Linked DNA regions of Mus musculus: region 2 is linked to region 1. A link is a contact called in public promoter capture Hi-C data. All regions are on one chromosome and are shown on one strand. Each heading gives the region's core, a stretch centred on a gene start, on an enhancer-like site or on the middle of the called end of the contact. The rest is flanking DNA. Distances are from core to core; before and after follow the strand shown.

Evidence for each region. Capture Hi-C pulls out chosen DNA fragments and counts their contacts.
Region 2: a contact with region 1 is called in a promoter capture Hi-C map of adipose tissue. The contact joins two enhancer-like sites. A contact is called at or near these places in 3 of 15 datasets of contacts at CTCF or cohesin (the NIH/3T3 cell line and embryonic stem cells), 32 of 484 Hi-C or Micro-C datasets (embryonic fibroblasts, embryonic stem cells, induced pluripotent stem cells and 3 more), 8 of 115 datasets of contacts at active chromatin or transcription factors (acute myeloid leukemia, differentiating embryonic stem cells, embryonic fibroblasts and 4 more) and 1 of 9 other capture datasets (adipose tissue).

The regions. Positions count from the first base shown.
Region 1 is chr17:78,448,973-78,453,954 of GRCm38.p6, reverse strand. No RefSeq gene overlaps it. Among named protein-coding and RNA genes, the nearest start is that of Gm32464, 13 kb to the left of the region's middle. Within about 2 kb of position 2,549, at least 32 of the 459 cell types and tissues checked have an H3K27ac peak or open chromatin away from gene starts, as enhancers often do. A contact at or near this core is called in adipose tissue, where this site is marked.
Region 2 is chr17:78,569,443-78,574,424 of GRCm38.p6, reverse strand. Vit (vitrin) reads right to left here. Exons shown (of 14, transcript NM_028813.2): 5 at 207-340. The region is part of intron 1 of Gm32573 (a long non-coding RNA gene); the gene reads left to right. Among named protein-coding and RNA genes, the nearest start is that of Gm32573, 16 kb to the left of the region's middle. Within about 2 kb of position 2,749, at least 38 of the 459 cell types and tissues checked have an H3K27ac peak or open chromatin away from gene starts, as enhancers often do. A contact at or near this core is called in adipose tissue, where this site is marked.

The sequences.
Region 1 (4,982 bases), core at 1,300-3,799:
TTCTCATAGTTACAACCTACAAAGAAAAGCAGGCAGACTTAAATTACTTTATAGTGTAATTAATTTTCACGCACACATCCACAGACTCATGCAACTACTATCCAGATAGAGAAATAACATATTTATAGAATTCCAGATAGTTCTACTCCCTACTAACCAATACTGGGAATCATACTGACCCCTCTGTCCATGGTTTTCCCATTTTTAAACTCCATACAAATAGACTCACATCACACATAATTACTCTGTCTCGACACCATACTTGATAGTGTGTGTGTGTGTGTGTGTGTGTGTGTGTGTGTGTGTGTGTGTGTGTGTAAATTCGTGAATGTGGTGACAGCCGCAAAGGTTCACATTTCTCAGCTACTTAGCATTGTGTTGTGTGACCATGCTACAGCTTATTTATCCACCGATGGACCTCAGAGTCTCTAGCTTTGGGCTGTGGGTAAAGTTGCCATGAACTTTCTCATGCATGCGCTTGGTGCACAAAAGCACTTGTTATGATGAATTGCTGCAGCAGAAGGTCTGTGTGTGCTGACTGTGTGTGTTTCTGTGTATTTCTGTGTGTGTGTGTGTGTTAAGCTTTCTATTATTGGGCAAGGAATAATTGGGGTCAGAAAGACAAAACACGTGCGACTGATGTGATAGAATGCTTAATTGAATTACTCAAAATTGTTTGGTTATTTTCACTCTTTTCTAAAAGCAGTGAAGAATCCCGAGGAGAAATCACCTCCTCACATCTCCTAGGCTGGTCTCAGCTGAGAAAAGCAAGCAAGCACAAGCAGGAAGTGATGCTGGCACACCCTGAATGTTCACCAAGAGTACACAAAGTGTGCCATGTAGATACTATGAAGTATCATTCAGCTGCCGAAAGAAGCAGCCCCACCACATGCTACAAGATGAACTGTGACAGCTCTATGCTAATGGAACCCCAGGAAGACCTGCATTTTATGGTCCAATTTTCCCAAGTTAGTAATAGAACCTTGTGGGTTAGAGAGACCACGCTAACAGCGCTGGCTGCTCTTCCAGAAGACCCAGGTTCGATCCATAGCACCCACGTGACAGCTCACAACCACCTATAACTCCAGTTTCACGGGATCTGACTCCCTCCCTGGCCTCCCTGGGCACTGTGTGAATACTCAGACTCCTAGGAAGCAGAATAGTGGTGCCCAGGGGGAGGGAGAGAAAAAACAAAACCTTTGGGTAATGGTGAAGAGTCTTATATTTGCAAGGAGAGAAAGCTGTCAAGATAACTTCTACAAAACAAAAACCAACACTATGCAACATATTTGAAGTGGTTAAGAAAGAAATAAACACAGAAAAGGATATATTTTAGAGTTGGGAACCCTTTTAAAATGAAAGTATATGACATCACTTCCTTCCTCTCGTTCCTTCCCTCTCAACCCTTGAATGTTCTTCCCACTCTCAAACTCATGGCCTCTTTTTCTTTGACTATCACACACACACACACACACACACACACACACACACACACACACAGACACACACTACTGAATCCATTAGTACTGCTTCTATGTATATGATGCTACGGGGACCACTTGATACAGGATAAACTACTAGGGACCTTACTCCTGGGGAAGCTGAGTTCTCCCTTGGCATTTGCTATGGTTCTTTGTCTAGGGGTGGGGACCAGTGAGGTTCTCCCTTTCAGCATTAGCATGTCCATTAGTAGATGTTAATTTTGAAAACCAGAGAGGAAGAACAACACCCCATAATTTTAGCTGATAAATAGTCTTCTCTTACTTTTTGGCAAACTGGTCTTAAATGAGACGCAGTCGCTGTCTGCCAGATTCTTGTGTTTCAGATGCTGGAGGCAGGGGAATCGTGGTGGGGCGGGACAAGTGTGGCTCTCCGTAGAAGGGGCTTAGGGTCTGGGTAAGAGCCTTGAAGTTGAATAAACTTGCATAGTTATTGTTCAAGTGTGGAAGAACGTCATAGCACATTAAGTACCAGCTACTTCCTAGGTCTCTCTAACTGAATAAAGCTACCCCTGTCCCTCAGATGTTGCATGAAGCAAAGTCCTGAGTTGTAGCAACTCTTAAATAACCTTGAAGAAACATTCAGTTTGTGACAGTTTTCAGCTTGTCAATAGATATGATCGAGCATAAAGCCTCTTGGTAGCCGCTGAGCTGCAGCTGAAGCAGCCCCTGCAGAAGCCACCTCCATGGAGGATCAGCTGCCCACAGTTCCTGGCGGGGGCACCAGAGCCTTAGGAGCAATGCTGAGGCTTTCGGCACACATCATACCTTCCCCAAAATGGTCATGACTTGAGGTAAGCCGGAGAGCACGACAGGCATGTGACCTGTTGATGAATGGCAGGCTTTCCAGCCAAGAACATTATTGGATCTTTCTTGTCCCTGGATTCGGCTTCCTAACTTGACCTCACTTGAAAATAGAATGGGTTATTTAGAAGCTGAGACAGGATTTATTGCCACGGAATTTATGAATTAGCTTTTACCTCTACTGGGAGCTGAGCCTTTGGGTTAGTCTTAGGCAGGCTCTGACCTTGAGATACAGGCTGCCTGCCCTGCCCTTGACACAGGAAACAGTGTCTAACTTCAGGATACAGATCGGTGAGCTGCCTCCTTTCCACCACTTCCTAAATAGACCCAGAGAAAAACATTGTAACGATGAAAACAATAATTGTTTCTATCAGCCCTGTGGTCTCTGCTAAAGCAGATAATATGAATTACAATGTTATACACTTTCCATGGGTCTGAATACACTTATTTTTTGTTTCAAAGAAAGAGGGTGAAAATAATATTCTCTGAATTTAATTTTTTATTCCTTTCTGGTATTTTTTCTTCCCTCCCCTCCCTCCTTCCACCCCACTGCTTCTGTCTTCATATCAGTTGAGCTAGTTGGAAGAGCATTTATGAGTTTGGAGCTAGGAGAAGACCAACCTCTCCGTTCTGAGGAGCCATGGAACTCTAGGAAACTTCCCAGCCCTCAGTGTATCAGTTACCTCTCATTTCAGATAAAAAAAAAATGATGCCATTGGGCTGCTTAGGGTTTCCATAATGATGACACAAAATAGATGATAGATGGTAACTGCCACTTATAATTATTATGTTGGATTCTTACGGACAAGTTCTTATGGAGTAAGAAAGGAAAAACCGGCTCAGATTGCTATAAAACTATTGGAAGAGATGGTTGGAGGATTCAATGCACAGGAAAGGGGAATAGGGAAAGGGTATAATTACTTACATCAGTGTAGTAAGAAGATTGTTGTAGCAAATAAGCAGAATCCAGTGAACGCTCTCATATGACCTGCCGGTGTAAGCCCGTGTAAGCCACATAAACCCGTTCCTTTCCTAAGCTGCTTTTGCTCAGGGTGTTTTGCTAACCATGAACTTTATATAGTGTCTATGTTGGCAAGGCTAGTTTAAGAAATACAATTCTTTAAATAACATGGACAGAAAAAAAAGAGAGAAAGAAGAACTTTCCTGTGCAAGATTGGTCTAGTCAATACTCCAGCTTGGTTGGAGAGGGACCGGTGAGCTCTGACCCCTAGATGAGGAGCCACTGGCAGTTGGGGGCTTCTCAGGGAAGGACAGTCACTTTTTCTTAAGGGTATGACTCCTGGTAGGTCAACCAAAGTGCAGTGAATGACCTCATTCTCATGAGTATAGGATAAGGCCGGTCACAAAACAAACAAACAACAACAACAACAACAACAAAACCACACACAACCCAAAAGGACACAAAGTTGGGAAGGAGCAAAGGGGAATAGATCTAACAGAATATAATCAAAATATATCGTATGCACGTATGAACTTCTCAAAACATTAAAAACAAGTTGTATTTTTAAAAATGAGCTGAGATCATTCTCCAGGTGGACAGGCTGAGTTTCAAGAGCTTAAGCACCCTGCCTTTGGATACATATCCGGTGACAGAGCTGGGTCAGAACTGGTAGGTGTCCTGACTGGAGCCCATGGGTGGGCGGCCATCCTGCTTGAGCATCGAGCTTTTGAAATGCGACACCTTCAGAAAATGCCCAGAGATCTTTCATGCTGGAGGGAGGACAACTTTGTATTCACTTCAGGGATCATTTTTCACAGCTGGAATTCAAAGCATGTGAACACAGATATCGTTATCCCTGGTTCACAGATGGAAAGATCTGGACAAACACCGACTCCACACTGAGTGGCTTACGCAACCATCATGCCCATGCAAGCTGGAGTGTTGACCTGCTGCAGGTGCCTGCCTGCTTCCGGGACGCCTTTCAGCTTCCTTTCTCTTGCCTGTTGGTACATTCCTTGGTCATTTTCTCCCCACCAAAGGTAGAACCGACGAGGGGTAATGTTTGTTTCATTCCCCCTTTTAATGCATGGATGAACATTTAATAGTGTCTGCTTTAGTGCACTTTCTGCTTTGTGCCAAAACACTAACCAAAATCAACTTAGAAAAGGAAAGAGGTTTATTGGGCTTATACTTCCAGGTTGTGCTTTATCACTGAGGGAAACCAGAGCAGGAACTCAAGCAAAAACCGATACAAACAGCACAGGGGGATGCTGTTTACCGGCTCACACTTAGCTCATTTTCTTATATGGTCCATACCACCTACCTGGATATACTGCCACGCACAGTGAGCTGGATCCTCTGACATCAATTGTCAATCAGCCTGTCTCTCACAGACATGGCCCAATTTAGAACGATCTGGGCAATTGTCAGATGAGTTTTCTTCTAGGTTGGATCAAGTTGATCATAAGAGCAATCTCTGCCTAATACCCACCGGGTATTGACTCTAAATGAACACTAAACCAACCAACCAACCAACCAACCAACCAACCAAACAAACAAACAAACAAAAAACCAAAAAAACCCCAAACACTCCAAAATGTCTTCATTCATATATGCAGATTGAAGAGAGAATCAAGTCACCTATCTGGATTCTGATTCTGAGACCTAATTTCTATGTTGGTCAGTTCCAAGCTCTGCAACCTCAGTGGAAAGCAACC
Region 2 (4,982 bases), core at 1,500-3,999, 120 kb before region 1:
GTGCTTTAGCATTTCCGGGTTTGACTTGGCTCTAGTTTTCAAGTAAGTATAATCTGTTTCATAATTCTAGGTTTTAGAATAATGTTTGATATATTTCTGAAATGAGTAGGCCATCAGCAAAAATTAACAGCAACTGGATGATCACATTTCGTCCTGGGGTCACCGCAGATGCCTGCATCCATCAGGGACCTCAGGGTGCGACATACCTGCGACGATGAAGGACTCTCGCCATCTGGGTAAAGATAAAGACTGAACCCCATTCGAGTAGCTTCCTTTGTAACCAGACTGCCCAGCAACTTTCCGAACAAGTATTTTCCCTCCTGAATTATCCAGCACACCGCTATAAAAAGAAAACACACAAACAACCACAACGATAGCAGCAGCAGCAACAACAACAATAAACACTACCCACTAAACCTTAGACAGAAGGAAGCATAGATCTACAGCCTGACAACTGCCCTGGGTCTTTAGTCAGGCACTAGAAAGCAGTGACGGTTAAGGGAACGTATGCTCAGATGTGCAGTCAATCCCGCGCATGCGCATGGTGTTAAACTGAGCATGGTGGTACAGGCCTTTAACCCCAGCACAAGATGGGGGGGGGGCAGAGGGGGAGGGGGAGGCAGGAAGGGGGTGGGGGAGAGGGGAAGGGTGGGAGGGAAGGAAGGAGAGACAGTCGGATCTCTGTGAGTTCGAGGTCAGCCTCTGCTACAGAGTGAGTTCCAGGATAGCCAGGGCTACACAGAGAGACCCTGCCTTTACTTCCCCACCCCCACCCCATGGTATTTCCCCCACTGGACGTGGCACCTGACCTCTAGGTCAGATGACCCCTTTTCCAGGTCAGATGACCCCTTTTCTGGGTCAAATGTCTGTTGTGCCAGCTAGAAATTCTCTTGCCTCTTATGATTTCTAGTTCTTTCGCTTTCCTAGTCCTATTCTTAACTTGTGTATTTTTTGGTCTCTTCTTTTTGTTTGTGTGTTTTTGTTTTTGTTTTTTTGAGACAGGGTTTCTCTGTGTAGCCCTGGCTGTCCTGGAACTCACTTTGTAGACCAGGCTGGCCTCGAACTCAGAAATTCGCCTGCCTCTGCCTCCTGAGTGCTGGGATTAAAGGCATGCGCCACCACGCCCGGCATAGGTCTATTCTTTTTAAAAATTAATTAATTACTTAATTTTTTTTAAAAGATAGGATCTTGCTACATAGACCTGAAACTCAGAAATTTGCCTGCCTTTGCTTCCTGAGTGCAGTGATTAAATAATGTGATACCACACCTAGCCCCTTCTCTCTATTCCCCTTCCTTCCTTCCTTCCTTCCTTCCTTCCTTCCTTCCTTCCTTCCTTCCTTCCTTCCTTCCTTCCTTTCTTCCTTCCCTTCTTTTGAGACAAGGTTCTTTCTCTAGGTATCCCAGGCTAGTCTCAAAGGCCGCTATATAAACCAGGCTGGTCCTCTTGCCTCTCTCCATACCTGACTTACTTCCTTTCTCTGGTCACGTCTGTATTTGTAGGTTGGCTTTGTACTCCTGAACTCAAGCCATTCCCCTGTCTCAGCCTCTGGAGTGCCTAGCACTATGACATGTACCGCTAGTTTGGAAGGAAAACTTTGTGCCTGAAAATTTCTAATTTGGCTTCGAGATAAAGCAGGATGAATCCAGTCACTTTAGGGAGCAGGTTACAGTTGTTGTAAGTACATGGTTCTTTGATTTAGGGCTAGAGATGGAAAAGACACCGCTAAATGAAACTCATTTGAAAAGAAAACTCAGGGCAGAGGGTGTAGCTCAGTGTTAGGGGGACTGATTAGCATGTGTGGGTCCCTGGGCTCCGTTCTTAGCACTGCGATAAGAAAAAAAAAGGAGAGAAAGGAGGAGGAGAAAGAGAAGGAAGGGTGAAGAGGAAGAGAAGGAAGAAGAGGAGAAAGAGGAGGAGGAAGAGGAGGAGGAAGAGGAGGAGGAGGAAGATGAGGAGGAAGAGGAGGAAGAGGAGGAGGAAGAGGAGGAGGAGGAAGAGGAGGAGGAAGAGGAGGAAGAAGAGGAGGAGGAAGAGGAGGAGGAGGAGGAGGAGAGGAGGAGGAAGAGGAGGAGGAAGAGGAGGAGGAAGAGGAGGAGGAAGAGGAGGAGGAAGAGGAGGAGGAGGAGGAGGAAGAGGAGGAGGAAGAGGAGGAGGAAGAGGAGGAGGAAGAGGAGGAGGAAGAGGAGGAAGAGGAGGAGGAAGAGGAGGAGGAAGAGGAGGAGGAAGAGGAGGAGGAAGAGGAGGAGGAAGAGGAGGAGGAGGAGGAGGAGGAAGAGGAGGAGGAGGAAGAGGAAGAGGAAAAGAAAAGAGATCTCTTGATAGTTGAAAATGATTCCTTAATTTCTAGGATTTTTTTACCAGCTCTTTCGTCCTGATGTCTAGGGACTGGTATATCTATCTATCTGTTAAGCAGAAGGCCCACCTGAGTTCCTAAGTAGCACCTTGCTCCAGTCTCCCATGGCTCCTCTGGGTATCTCTATTTTACGGCATATGAATAAAAAGCACAAGGATTAGCTCCCATCAGCACCTCCAGGGTGAAGGCTGCCATTTCCTTGCTCTCCCAACTCCACAGTGACTCAACAACTTTCAACACTCAGATTCCGATGGCCTTGAACAACATGATGATAGCATTTGACGTGTAAAAGCACTTAAAGGCTTTAAAATAACCTCACTCAGGTCTCACTGCGCCTTCCCAGCAAACTTCAGAGTGACCGGGCTGGGAGGAGGGAATGTTGTTATTCCCTGTTCCATAGAAACAGGCAGCTCCAAGAGTGAGTCACCCAAGGTTTTGTAACTAACGCTTTGCAATCGCTTATCTGAATGCAGGCAGGCCTCACTGATCTCAAATCATGGGTTCAGCCCTGTTGGTTGTGGTACTTCCTTAGGGTTCACAAGCACAAATACCTCCCCTTCCAATTTCTTGTCACTCCCTGTAGCCTTCACTGCTCCACCATGGGGTCTGGGTAGCCCTCTGCTGCTGACCAACCTTGCCATTCCATTCACGTGGCTTACATTGTGCTGTTCTCTTCTCTGGGCCCCCTCTGTCTCCATGTCCTTCCTCACAGAGAGCCTGACACCATCTTGCTTCTGCAACCCTATTAGACTTTTGCTCTCACAACGTACTTGGTGATCTACTGTCTTGTACCACCTCTAACGAATTCTGGACTTAATGTGGTTTGTTAAGTAAATAAAAAAATATTTTAAAAAATGGATTAAACCTGGCTCTGTGGTGCAATGGATAGCGCATTGGACTTCTAGACAAAAAACGGATTAAAAATATTTTTTATGTGTAGGTATTTGGCCTGTATGCATATATGTGCACATGCATGCCTAGTGCCCACAGAGGCCAGAAGAGGGCATCTGATCACCTGGAACTGGAGTTACAGATATCTGTGAGTCCCTGTGTAGGTGCTGGAAACCAATCATGGGTCTTTTGGAAGAGCAACCAGTGTTTTTCACTAGTGAGCCATCTCTACAGCTCCCGGAAAAATCCCTATGGAAAGGATAACATTTTATTTTTCTGTGTAAGCCTACTTATCAGTGGGTTGGGCAGGGGATTCTTATACCAGCTTTGGGAGCCAGTTGTTAACTAACCTTGCAGGATTTCACAACCCAGTTGACTTGACCTTGGGGTTTGAGGTCAGTCATCTTAAGAGTGTCTATATGTGGAAATACACTAACGAGGCCTGTCTCCCTTCTGTCGCCTTGGTGGAGAATTTATCACTAGACTCTGCACAGACATGTGCGTGGCTTTGAAGTTCACCTCCTTCCTGACACAGCGCCTGGGATCTGAGATAAACTTAGGGTCAGTTTCCCAGCTCGGAGAGGGAGCATAAACCGCTGAGCCAGCTGTTGAGTGGCAGCTGTTCAGAGGTCAGGCATACACTTAGAAAACCTTCAGGAAGAGGGCTTGGCACAGACATGGTCTCCTCATTGATCCATCTTAGGAAGAGCTCTCTCTTTTTTACCAAGTGCTTGCTTCTTTGCCTTTACGTATTTGGGTTAAGACCTGCTATATTGCTTAGTGTATAAAAGTGCTTGCCGACTGTGAGGAGACTTTTCTTTTCTTCTTTTCTTTTCTTTTCTTTTCTTTTCTTTTCTTTTCTTTTCTTTTCTTTTCTTTTCTTTTCTCTTCTCTTCTCTTCTCTTCTCTTCTCTTCTCTTCTCTTTTCTTTTCTTTTCTTTTCTTTTCTTTTCTTTTTCTTTTTTCTTTTCTCTCCTCCCCTCCCCTCCCCTCTCCTCTTCTTTCCTTCTCTTTTCCTTCCTTCCTTCCTTCCTTCCTTCCTTCCTTCCTTCCTTCCTTCCCTCCCTCTCTCCCTCCCTCCCTCCCTCCCTCCCTCCCTCCCTCCCTCCCTCCCTCCCTCCCTCCCTCCCTTCTTCCCTCTTTCCTTCCTTTCATCCTTCTTTCCTAGGTAGTTAGCCCAGTGAGGACTCATATTTCATGAGCATTCCCTGATCCTTTGCATGGATTTGCCAATCATGCCAGATTGCAAAGTCAAGCTTCGCAGATGGGGTAGGATGCAGTCACAAGACATGAGGAATAAAATACTGGAGCCATGTTGGCCCCGTGTGTAACTAGCCCAGTTTGGGTTCCGGTTACACTCTCTTTACAAAGAGAACAGCCTTGCTTTCTTTGTTTGTTCCTTTGGCACTGACATTATTTCTGACACCAACTAAGCCCAAAACCCATGCAAGGAAAAGCTATGTGAAGTGGCATGCATTTGTAATGAGGACTTTGGCTGAGAGATGGTGGGGGGACACCGTAGAGTGACCTTCAAAGTAGCTCACGGGTCAGCTAGCCTGAGGCATGCAGGATGGCAGAATGAAGAAAGACCCTGCCTCAATACAGTGAAAGGAGAGAACTCCCCGAAATTGTCTTCTGGGTTCCACACACAGGACATGGCGCATGTGAATCTCCCCCATAAACAGGTAATAAATGAATAGCTTAAGATGAGAACAAGCCCAGATATGATGTCTCAGT